Linked DNA regions of Mus musculus: region 2 is linked to region 1. A link is a contact called in public promoter capture Hi-C data. All regions are on one chromosome and are shown on one strand. Each heading gives the region's core, a stretch centred on a gene start, on an enhancer-like site or on the middle of the called end of the contact. The rest is flanking DNA. Distances are from core to core; before and after follow the strand shown. Region 1 overlaps Pigu (phosphatidylinositol glycan anchor biosynthesis, class U). Region 2 overlaps Edem2 (ER degradation enhancer, mannosidase alpha-like 2).

The links. Capture Hi-C pulls out chosen DNA fragments and counts their contacts.
Region 2: a promoter capture Hi-C map of adipose tissue shows a contact between it and region 1. The contact joins two enhancer-like sites. A contact is called at or near these places in 2 of 9 other capture datasets (adipose tissue and pancreatic islet).

The regions. Positions count from the first base shown.
Region 1 is chr2:155,298,073-155,303,253 of GRCm38.p6, forward strand. Pigu (phosphatidylinositol glycan anchor biosynthesis, class U) reads right to left here. Exons shown (of 12, transcript NM_001004721.1): 8 at 3,129-3,283; 9 at 974-1,117. Among named protein-coding and RNA genes, the nearest start is that of Map1lc3a, 24 kb to the left of the region's middle. Within about 2 kb of position 1,614, at least 33 of the 459 cell types and tissues checked have an H3K27ac peak or open chromatin away from gene starts, as enhancers often do. A contact at or near this core is called in adipose tissue, where this site is marked.
Region 2 is chr2:155,705,993-155,710,884 of GRCm38.p6, forward strand. Edem2 (ER degradation enhancer, mannosidase alpha-like 2) reads right to left here. Exons shown (of 11, transcript NM_145537.2): 8 at 4,852-4,892; 9 at 2,940-3,084. Among named protein-coding and RNA genes, the nearest start is that of Trpc4ap, 16 kb to the left of the region's middle. Within about 2 kb of position 1,384, at least 44 of the 459 cell types and tissues checked have an H3K27ac peak or open chromatin away from gene starts, as enhancers often do. A contact at or near this core is called in adipose tissue, where this site is marked.

The DNA.
Region 1 (5,181 bases), core at 364-2,863:
TGTGCAAAGTTTCTCCTGCGTCATCTCAGAGGATCCTCACAACACCAAGGCCAGCCTTCTAGGCAGAGATTCTTGTCCCCTGTCCTTCCCAGAGAAGTGAAGTCAGTGATGGAGCCTGGATCTGTCTGCAGAGCTCCTAATCCACCATGCTTTTCTCCTGGGTATTTCACATGTCTCACAGCAAAGGTGAGGAGAGCATGGGGCACATTCCTTGGAACAGCCAGCCCCTCGACACAAGCAGAGGTTGACTTCTGCACGAGAGCTAGATGCCTGCTTATGAAGGTCTTTGTCAGCTGCTCTGGAGCCAGGGGGATGGAACCACCAGGGGGATGGAACCACAGCAGTGTTCTCCTTAGGAGCCTGGCATGGCCCGAGAGGATGAATACAGATTCTGGAGTCAGACAAACTATGTGTGAATCCCAACTCCACTGCTTGCAAGCTGTGTAACTCTCTGAGCAAGAAGTCCTCAACTATAAAGCTGGCCTCCAAGTTCCTGAGTTTGCTAGCAACCTATTCACAGAGCTACAAAGGTATATGACAGCTCTGTTGTAGAAATGTACTACACAGTAAGCCCTATTTCAGAAAAACTGACCAGAAGATTAAAAAGGGTTGAGCTTGCCCAGCCTTCCAAATAACCCAACTAGAGTCCCTTAGGGTAAATCATAATTGGGCTGCTGATCAAGAAAATCCAACCAGACCTACTATCCACAAAGCCATCCTCAGTGTAACCTCTGCTCTTGCCCGAAATGGTGATGAGAGTGAGTAGTAATGTGGCCTCAGGCACCTTCAGGTAAGCCCAGGGCTCCAGAGCATCCTCTGTGCAGCTTGTACTTGGATGTGACTCTCAACTGCTGACCTGATCAATGAAGCCAGAAGCCAGAAGCCTGATGGTGGGGTTCTGTCTGAGGGTACTGCCAGGTTGGCAGGCTACAGTGGGGAGCATGGACAAACAAGCTGCAGGCTTCACACTTACTTTAATTTGATGGCTAATGGAACTGTGTAGAAGAAGACGTTGATCTGAAACACGCAGACAAAAAAGAGGCTGAAGTGCTCAAACATCTCTGCAAAGAAGTACCAGAAAAGACCAATGTTTGGAGTGAGATCTGGAACAGAGAGTCTGAAATTAAGAAAACACATGGAGAGAAAAGAGCAGAGTTACAAATGGTTGGCTTTGCCCTGCTTTTTTCCTCAAGACTTGGGGCCAGTACTAGGTGACCAAGGATGGCGCCGTCCCTTTAAAAGTCATAAAAGAGCTCTCTAGATAACCCATACAGATAATTTACCAAATGCGGGGCTGAAGATCCAGAGAACAGAAGCTATAATATATATTAGCTAAGGTAGAGTGCTTTCCCAGAATGCACAGTTCCCTGGGCTCAAACTCCAGAACTGTACTAAGCCCACATGAGAAAGCAGGAGGATCTAAAGCTTAAGATCATTCATGGTGGATATGGAGTTAGGTTATGCAAGGTTAGAATGGGCTACACAAGCAAACAAAACCCAGCTAAAAGAATCTGAAATGAGAAAGGGATCCATCTGAGAAACTGGGAGAGCGGCCCCTCTTCTCCACACCAGGCCGGTTTACAATCAGGAGCAACCCAGTATTGCAAGAGGAAGGAGACTTAAATAAACAAAATCTATTTTGGGCATTTGAAAGACCTGCCCAGAGGAACAAGCTCTGTAAGCTTGCTCCCTCCTCCCAATTCTTGTTCCACATGCCCATAGCAAGAGCCAGAGAACTGCATGCCCGAGCCTGTGGCCGAGTTTTCCAAGGGCTTCAGGAGCCAGCAGCAGTTTGTGCAAAAATCCCCAGGGCCACAAAACTCATTTGATAATTCTAAGCTTATCTGGAAGACTTTTGTCTATTTAAATCATAAAAGAATTGGCTACAATACTGGCTTTTCCAAAAGTCCATGCTACCTAAATGTACACACACACACACACACACACAAGCAAAGCAAAGCAAACATTTGTGGGTTTTTTTCCAATACTGGGGATGGAACTCAGGACTTCCAGAATACTAAAGACACTACCAGTGGGCTACATCCTGAGCTCCTAAGTGTGCAAGTGTGTGTGTGTTTTAAAGAAAGAAGGCAGCAAGGGACACTAGGCTGGGCAAGTGACAAGAGTACTATCTACTGCCCCTACCATATTATATATATATATTTATACACACACAGATCCCTGTTTATAATTTTATCATTTTAATTGTATTGGGCTTGTTTTGATTTTTTTGTCTTTAAAGATGGGGTCTTGAGTGACCTAAAACTCACTATGTAGACCAGGTTAGACTTGAACTCACAGACGCCTGCCTCTGCTTCCAAACTGCTGGGATTGGAGGCATACACTACCAATCTAGCTTTAATTCATAATTTAAAAAAAAGGCAATGAATAAGTGAATGAAAAGAAGGGCGAGAGAGACATAGTATTCCCTAACCCAGATAAGTAGGCAGGTAAATAGGTAGAGGTGTGTATGTGTGTGCATATGTGTGTGTGTGTGTGTGTGTGTGTGTGTGTGTGTGTGTGTGTGTGTGTGTGTAGGGGGTGTTGTTGAAACAAGATCATTGCAATAGAGCCCAGGCTGCAAATGAATTTAATATATAGCTAACAATTTTTTTTTTCAGCCCCCATCCTCTGCCTCCAGCTCCCAGCTGCTAGGGTTGCAGGTGTATGGCACATGCTTGCCTAGATTAAGTCTATGGTCTTATAACAACATTTCCTTTCCTGAGTAACAAGAAAAAGAGTAGAATTTTGGCTCAGTAGAAAGCCAGGAAAAACTATTCACCAGGTATTACAGATACTTATCCAAGGCAAAACACAAAGAACTCAAAGTGAGCAAGTTATTATGCTTAGAATTTACCACAGGGAGACAGCCCGGAGTCCCAGGTAAGCGTTCCCCCATGCCTGAGTCCTTCCCCACAATGATATGTATATATTACCTATTGGGCTCTCTCACACCTATGTAATCAGAACTCCTAGGGACCGGCCAGCAGTCTGGATGTCAGAGGCTCCCTTAAAGGATGAGGACCCTTTTTGTAAACACTGTCTGCATAGTTTTCTCCTTCTGATTCCACTATGAGCTATGAAAACCAAATTAGCTTCCAGAAATGTCTAGAGAGGTCTTTACTCACATGAAACCATAGACTGCAGGGATGAAGTCCCAGGAGCTGAGAAGGAAGAAAGAGAGGCAAACTATCACCACCAGGCTTCCTGTGTACATCATGGCGTACTCCCACGAGAAGATCCAGAAGGCTTTGCTCTTCACTTTAACAGGGATGTACTGCCGCTAGGAGAGAGGCCAGACAGGACATTTAGGGACGCCAAGGACAAAAAAGCCAGCTATCAGCTTATGCATGAAGATCCTTCCTATAAAACCAAGCCATGTCACAAAACTTTACAATTTTTCCGTTTCCTTTCGGTTTTGTTCTGTTTTGTTTTTTTGAGACAGGGTTCCTCTGTGTAGTCCTGACCATCTTGGAACTCTCTCTGTAGGGCAAGCTGGCCTTGAACTCAGAGACTGCCTGCCTCTGCCTCCTGAGTCCTAAGATTAAAGGCTTGCACCACCACTGCCTGGTAATGATTCTTTCTTAAACCAGAAAAAACTATCAAAAAAACAAATAAACAAACAAACAAAAAAACAAGTGTTTTGAAAAATGTATTAAGAATATATCCAGGGCTGGGTAATTGTGGTGGCACATGCCTTTAATCCCGTCATTCAGGAGGCAGAGGCAAGTGGATCTCTGCTTCAAGGCCAGCCTGGTCTACAGAGTGAGTTCCAGGACAACCAGGGCTACACAGAGAAACACTGTCTCCAAAAACAAACAAACAAACAAACAAACAAACAAACAAACAAACAAGTGCATCCTCTGCCTCAGACCCAATAATGCTGCTCCAGGTGTGCATCCTGGACACGTGCACAAACATCAACGAGAAGATGCTGCACCAGGAAGGAAGCATGGGCTCTGGGCAACAAACAATGGCACACCAGTGATGCCATACAAACCCTACTGACATGTGTCAACATAGCTAAATCTCAAACATGTAAGGGCATAGCAGGAAACTGACAAATGACCAGTAGGATACGAAAATACTTATGCTACCTTGAAATTACATCCAACAATATTATGTGTTATTTATGTATGTAAGAATTTAAGTGTAAAAGTTTTATGAAACATATTAGGATATACACGGCCCGGCAAGACGACTTGATGGCTAAAAGCACTTGCCACCAAGCCTGCCTTAAGCCTAATCCCCAAGATCCACATGGTGGAAGAAAAATCAAACCCTGCAAGTTTCCCACTGACCCCCCCACTGTGGCATGTGTGTGCCATCACCACAAAAAACAAATTTTCAAATGTAATTTAAAATAATAAAAGAAAGTGGGCTGTTGTAGTGCACACCTTCATCCCAACACTCAGAAGGCAGAGGGAGGTGGATCTCTGTTGAGTTCAAGGCCAGGGGGATCTACAGAGTAAGTTCCAGGACAGCCAAGGCTACACACACACACACACACACACACACACACACACACACACACACACACAAAATCTCAAAAACAGTGTGGATGGACAGACAGATAAATAAGACAAGATATACACTGAAGCCATAATAACTTCCAAAAGTAGAAAGAAAAAACCAGGACTTTATAAATTACATCCTGTTTATTTTGTATGTGCGGGGGTGGACTCGCCACTGGCCATGGTGTGCCTATGTAAGTCAGAAGACAATTACAGGAGTTGGCTCTGTTTTTTCACTATGTGGGCCCTAGAGAGCATACTTGGATTCCTGGACTTGGCAGTGGGTACCCTGATCCAGTAAGCCATCACACTGGCTCTACTTACAGTGTTCAGTAAGTAACTAATAAGTAAGCTAATAGTAGTCTGGAATGATGGCGCAGGCCCCTAATCCCAACACTCAGGAGACAGAGGCAGACAGATCCTGTGAAGTTAAGGCCAGCCTTGTTTACATATTGATTTCCAGGCCAGCCAGAATTATATGAGACCTCGTCCCTGTTTCCCCATAAAAGCAAATATAAACCAAAATGATAAAAAAAAATATATCTTTTAACTTTGGGACTCTTTAAAATAACTGATGGGGGGGGTGCGGGGGTTAAATTACTACTGCTCTGCCTTTCACATGAAAGAAAAGCACAGCTCAAAGGACAAAGAAGATACGGACAGCGGC
Region 2 (4,892 bases), core at 134-2,633, 410 kb after region 1:
GACTGAGTGTGCTCAGGCTTACTCTTCAGAACTAAGATGCACCAACTCTGGTACTCAGTGTAGTGCAGCAGACTCCCGTCTCCTAGGAAGAGAGGCAGCCAGGCTTCTCCTAGGCAGAGAAGGCAGGCAGCAGAGGTTGTGACCGAAATTGTCTGTGGCCTCCCTGACCTCGGCAGCACACACAGCTGTCTGACTGGCAGCTATTCCCAGCAGTGATGTGATAAGAACACCATGGACCATAGTTTTAGGAAGGGGCATCTGCCCAACATGTGAAAGGCACTGAGGGTGATTCACAGCACCACAGGGGAAAAAAATTAAGTACAAGTTAGTTGGGCGTGGTGGCACACACCTAAAATCCCAGCACTTGGGCAATAACAACATGAGGATCAGGAGTTCTAAATCACCCTTACCAGTACAGTGAGTTCAAGGCTAGCCTGAGCTATGTGAGACTATGAGAAGATGTTGAAGATGCTCTGAAGGGTCCTATTCTATAGTCAGGGTCCTATTCTATAGCCATATACATACACGTGTGTGTGTGTGTGTGTGTGTGTGTGTGTGTGTGTGTAAATATATATACAAATATGGGGAAAATGTTTTTCTGCTGCTGATAACCTCAGTGGGTAGAAGTAAAAGAGAGTTCATTATATCTACTCTCTTTCTTCCTTTCTTTCTTTCTTCTTCCTCTCTCTTTCTTTCTTTCTTTCTTTCTTTCTTTCTTTCTTTCTTTCTTTCTTTCTTTCTCTCTCTCTCTCCTTTCTTTCTCTCTCTCCTTTCTCTTTCTTTCCTTCTTTCTTTTCTTTCTCTTTCTTTCTTTTCTTTCTTTCTCTCTCTCTCTCTCTCTCTTTCTAGTTTTTTTGAGAGAGGGTTTCTCTGTGTAGCCCTGGCTGTCCTGGAACTCACTCTATTGAGCAGGCTGGCCTTGAACTCAGAGACTTGCCTACCTCTGCCTCCTGAGCACTGGGATTATGGGATTATAGGCATGCGCCACTGCCACACACCTTCATTTTGCTTTCTACCTTGATACCTACCTTTTCTCAAATGAAAGACCCTGTCCCCTCCCTCCTGTCACCTCTGCCTGGCTGTGTTCCTCCTGATGAACTCTAGCTTTCACCCATCCACTCAGACCCTCGTTCTGTAGTGCCAGGGAACACAGCCAGGGCGGTGCGTAGGCAAGGCACACACGCCACCTACCACTGAGCTATGTCCACAGAATACTCTTACTCTGGAGAACAAGTCTCTGGCTGTCTCGTGTGCTCTCCCGAACCTGCCTCCCTTCATCCCACAGTCTTCTGCTGGCTTTCTAGGGTGCATTCCAGGGCAGATGAACACGCACAGAAAAGACAGTGCTCTCCTGGGAGGCCTCCCTCTGCTGCCAGCAGCTGGCTGGGTCAAGGCCAACTTTTTCTTTTTCTCACACAAGGACCTAGTGTGTGAGCCAGTACTCTGCTGTATGCCTCCCCAGGCAACTCTGAAGCGCAGTCCAGGGAGGTGAAGGCCTCTAAAGGACTTCAGGCTAGGTTCTTTAAGTACCATCAAAGACTCAGAACACAGTCCGCTCATTGGCCAGCTTGGCTTCAGAACAGCACCCTGTCTCTCACCTGCCATGGTTCAGGGGAAGGAGAGGTGACTCAACTACTGCACTCCTAGAATTCCTGCAGTGATTGCGCTCCCTGCCCTGGTGGTGACTAGGCCAAGGTTAGAGAACCACTGGACCCAATGACTATATGGGGATTTCTTAGAAGACCCAATGCTGAAACTGCATCTGAGCATTTGATATGTAGTTGAAACTCTGAGTTTTATCTTACCTCCTGGAAATGATAAATATGACTGATTTTTCCAAAGTTTCCTTCCTTTTTTTTTTTATAAGAAAAAAACTGTACCTCTTTAAATAATTTATTTATTTTTTTATTTTGTGTGCATTAGTATTTTTTCAGCATGTATGTCTGTATGAGGGCATTGGATTCCCTGATACTGGAGTTACAGACAGTTGTGAGCTACTGTGTGGCTGCTGGGAATTGAAGTGAGGTCCTCTGGAAGAGCAGTCATGACCTGTGAGCCATCTCTCCAACCTCCTCAAAAGTTTTGTTGTTTTTTTTTTAAAACAAAACAAAACAAAACAAAACAACAACAACAAAAACGACATGAGAACAAATGTCTGAGAAACACCAAGAACTGCAGAGCCCCTGTGTGACCTCTGACCCCTCTCCCAGCATCACTGTACTGGTCTCTCTACTCCCAAGCTCCTGCATTCCCTGGAGCAAGAGGAGGGAAGGAATGGGGCACAGAGCACAGAACAGTGGGAGGCAGGAGGAATGTTAGTCTTGTGGCTCACGGGGAATTCAGGTGGCAAGGGAGGACGTGCAGAGACTACCATGCCCAGACAACCATAATGTGGCCTGGCTGACGCTGGGCCATGTGCCTACCTGCTGACCAAGCTTGGCCTCTCTCCCTAGTTCTTCCCTCCCCACAGAGGACATCAGAACTGGTGTTCAGTCTGTGATCCTCTCCTTGACTCTGAGCTCGCAAGGATGAGACACGGTGACCTTGGACTCAATGGCCCAGTCCCATACGGTAGAAGTGTACTTTACACAAACCACTGACAGAAGAGGCCATTAGTTTGTGATGTCCTGGTGTCAGAAGACCCCAGGACTCAGCCTGACTGGCATCTCTTTCCTTTCTTGTATCTCCAAGTTTGAAAGAGCATGAGACTTAGATGGGAGACCTGCACTTAACAGCCTTGGGCAAGCCACTTTAACCCAGAAGAACTCAGTCTCCATAGTTAACAGGAAAACAGTTGAGAGCTGTGAGAGAAGGTAGGGAAGGAGCGGGGGGGGGGGGGAGCACCTGTGAACAGTTAGGGGGCGGGGGAGCACCTGTGAACGGTTAGGGCGTGAAGAACTAGAGCTGCAGGTGGACCATGGACCAAAGACCCTGCTTACCCGGTCGGAGTGGGTAGCCTTCTCGCTTCTCCACTGTGTATCCCTGAGGAATGTTGTAGAATTCTGGCAGCCCCCCAAACTGCTTCCATACAGTGTAGTAGTTGAGAAAGGTCCTCATGGCATTGTCAATGTCTCCAATAAGGCTCTGTGGGAAAAAATGCTCATCAGGTCAGTGGACTCAGGCAGAGAGCCCACAGGGAAAACTTCACAGTCAGTCACTCTCAAGGAAACGGCAGAGCTGATGTCAGTGATGATGTCGACCACTGATGGCAGCTCGGAGCCACAAAGTGAACGTCTCTGGGCCTTGTCCCTTAGACATAAAATTCAGCAGCTATCTGATACCTTGAGGATCTGAGATTCCATATTAAGTCTCTGGACATCTATGGTCAGGCTTTTACTTTGGCCAGCTGGTCTAAAATTCTAAGCACAGGGGAGAGGCTGAGCATGAACGCTAAGACTCACAAGGATTCCACACCTCCAGCCGACAGCCATGTTACCAGCGGGCTTTATAAACTTTCCAAGTTTCTTTACGTAGACGTAAGGAAATGAGTGTGAGGTGGTCCTGCACCACACACAGCTTTCTGAACACTGCTCTGCACTTTGCCTATCTGTTCAATCATATTTCTCAGTTTTCTTCCATGAATACCAAGAGGGTCCTTCTGTTTCTACAGCTGCACAGCATTCTGTCACCTAGACGGTAGTTGAACCCATTCTATAAGTACTCATCTGGCTTGCTGCCAGTCTTTTGCCATTTTTTTAAACAATTAATGCTGCAACAAATACTGCCTGTGTGTCACTTGAAGCATATGAAAATGTCTCTGTGAGACAAATACCCAGATAGAGAATTTGTGGATCAGAGGATATAAATTACTGTTAGGACTATTTAAAGAGTCCTCTATCTATCTATCTATCTATCTATCTATCTATCTATCTATCTATCTATCTATCTATCTATCTCTCCATCTTTCTTTTTTTCAGACAGGGTTTTACCATATGATTCTGTTTGCCCTGGATCTCACTATGTAGATCAGGCTGACCTTGAACTCACAGAGATCCACTTACCTCTGCCTCCTAAGTACTGAAATTAAAGGTATATGCCACCATGGCTGGGTCACTTACCTATTTTTTAAAATTCTACGTAAGTATTTTTAAATTGTAATTGTTACTCCCAGTGGTTTACTGTAGTGCAACAGCAACCTTTGTTTCTTCGTGTTTCCTTGACTCTCTATGTGTGCACGCACGTTCCTGTGCATGTGTGTGTGTGTATAAACAAGGTTGGCTGTCCATTCCCACAGCCTCTTAAGTGTCTTTCTCTTAACACTTGGGAGGTAGAGGCAGGGGGACCAGAAGCTCAGGGTCACTCTCCATTACAAAGTAAACTCAAGGCCAGTGTGGGATATGCTTGGTCCTGACTCAGAGCAAAAGCAAACAAAAGGCATGTTTAGATTATTAAATATTTAGATTATTAAATATTTTGGTAGGTGAAATACTTTGGTGTAGGTAGGGGTAGATTAGATGGGCTCTAAGGTCCCTTCTAACTATAACTCTATCCTACTGTATTAGGGGAAAAAAATCAGGATAGTGGGCAGAGCAGGCCACTGTGTCAAGGAGGGAATTTGAAAGAAATGCCCAGTGGAAAAGCAGCTGTTGCCAGCAGCCGTCTGTTCCTGCACGGCCTGGAGCAACGCTGTGAGATGCTGCAGGAGCACTAAACCCACAGCCAACTGGGAAGTCAGCTCCTCTGCTCCCCGTGGAAAGCCCGTTTAGGTCAGATCTGTCTGGCTTGTTTTGGTTCTTCCTTCCTCACACTGCCCCAGAGTACTCCGGCAACCAAAGTTCCTCATTTGCTACATCAGAGTAAGCCTGGCTTCTCACACCACAGGGAAACGTCACTCTCTCAGACAAGTCCTACCTGAAGGCCAGGCCAGTAGGCCTCCAAGGACTGGAAGACAG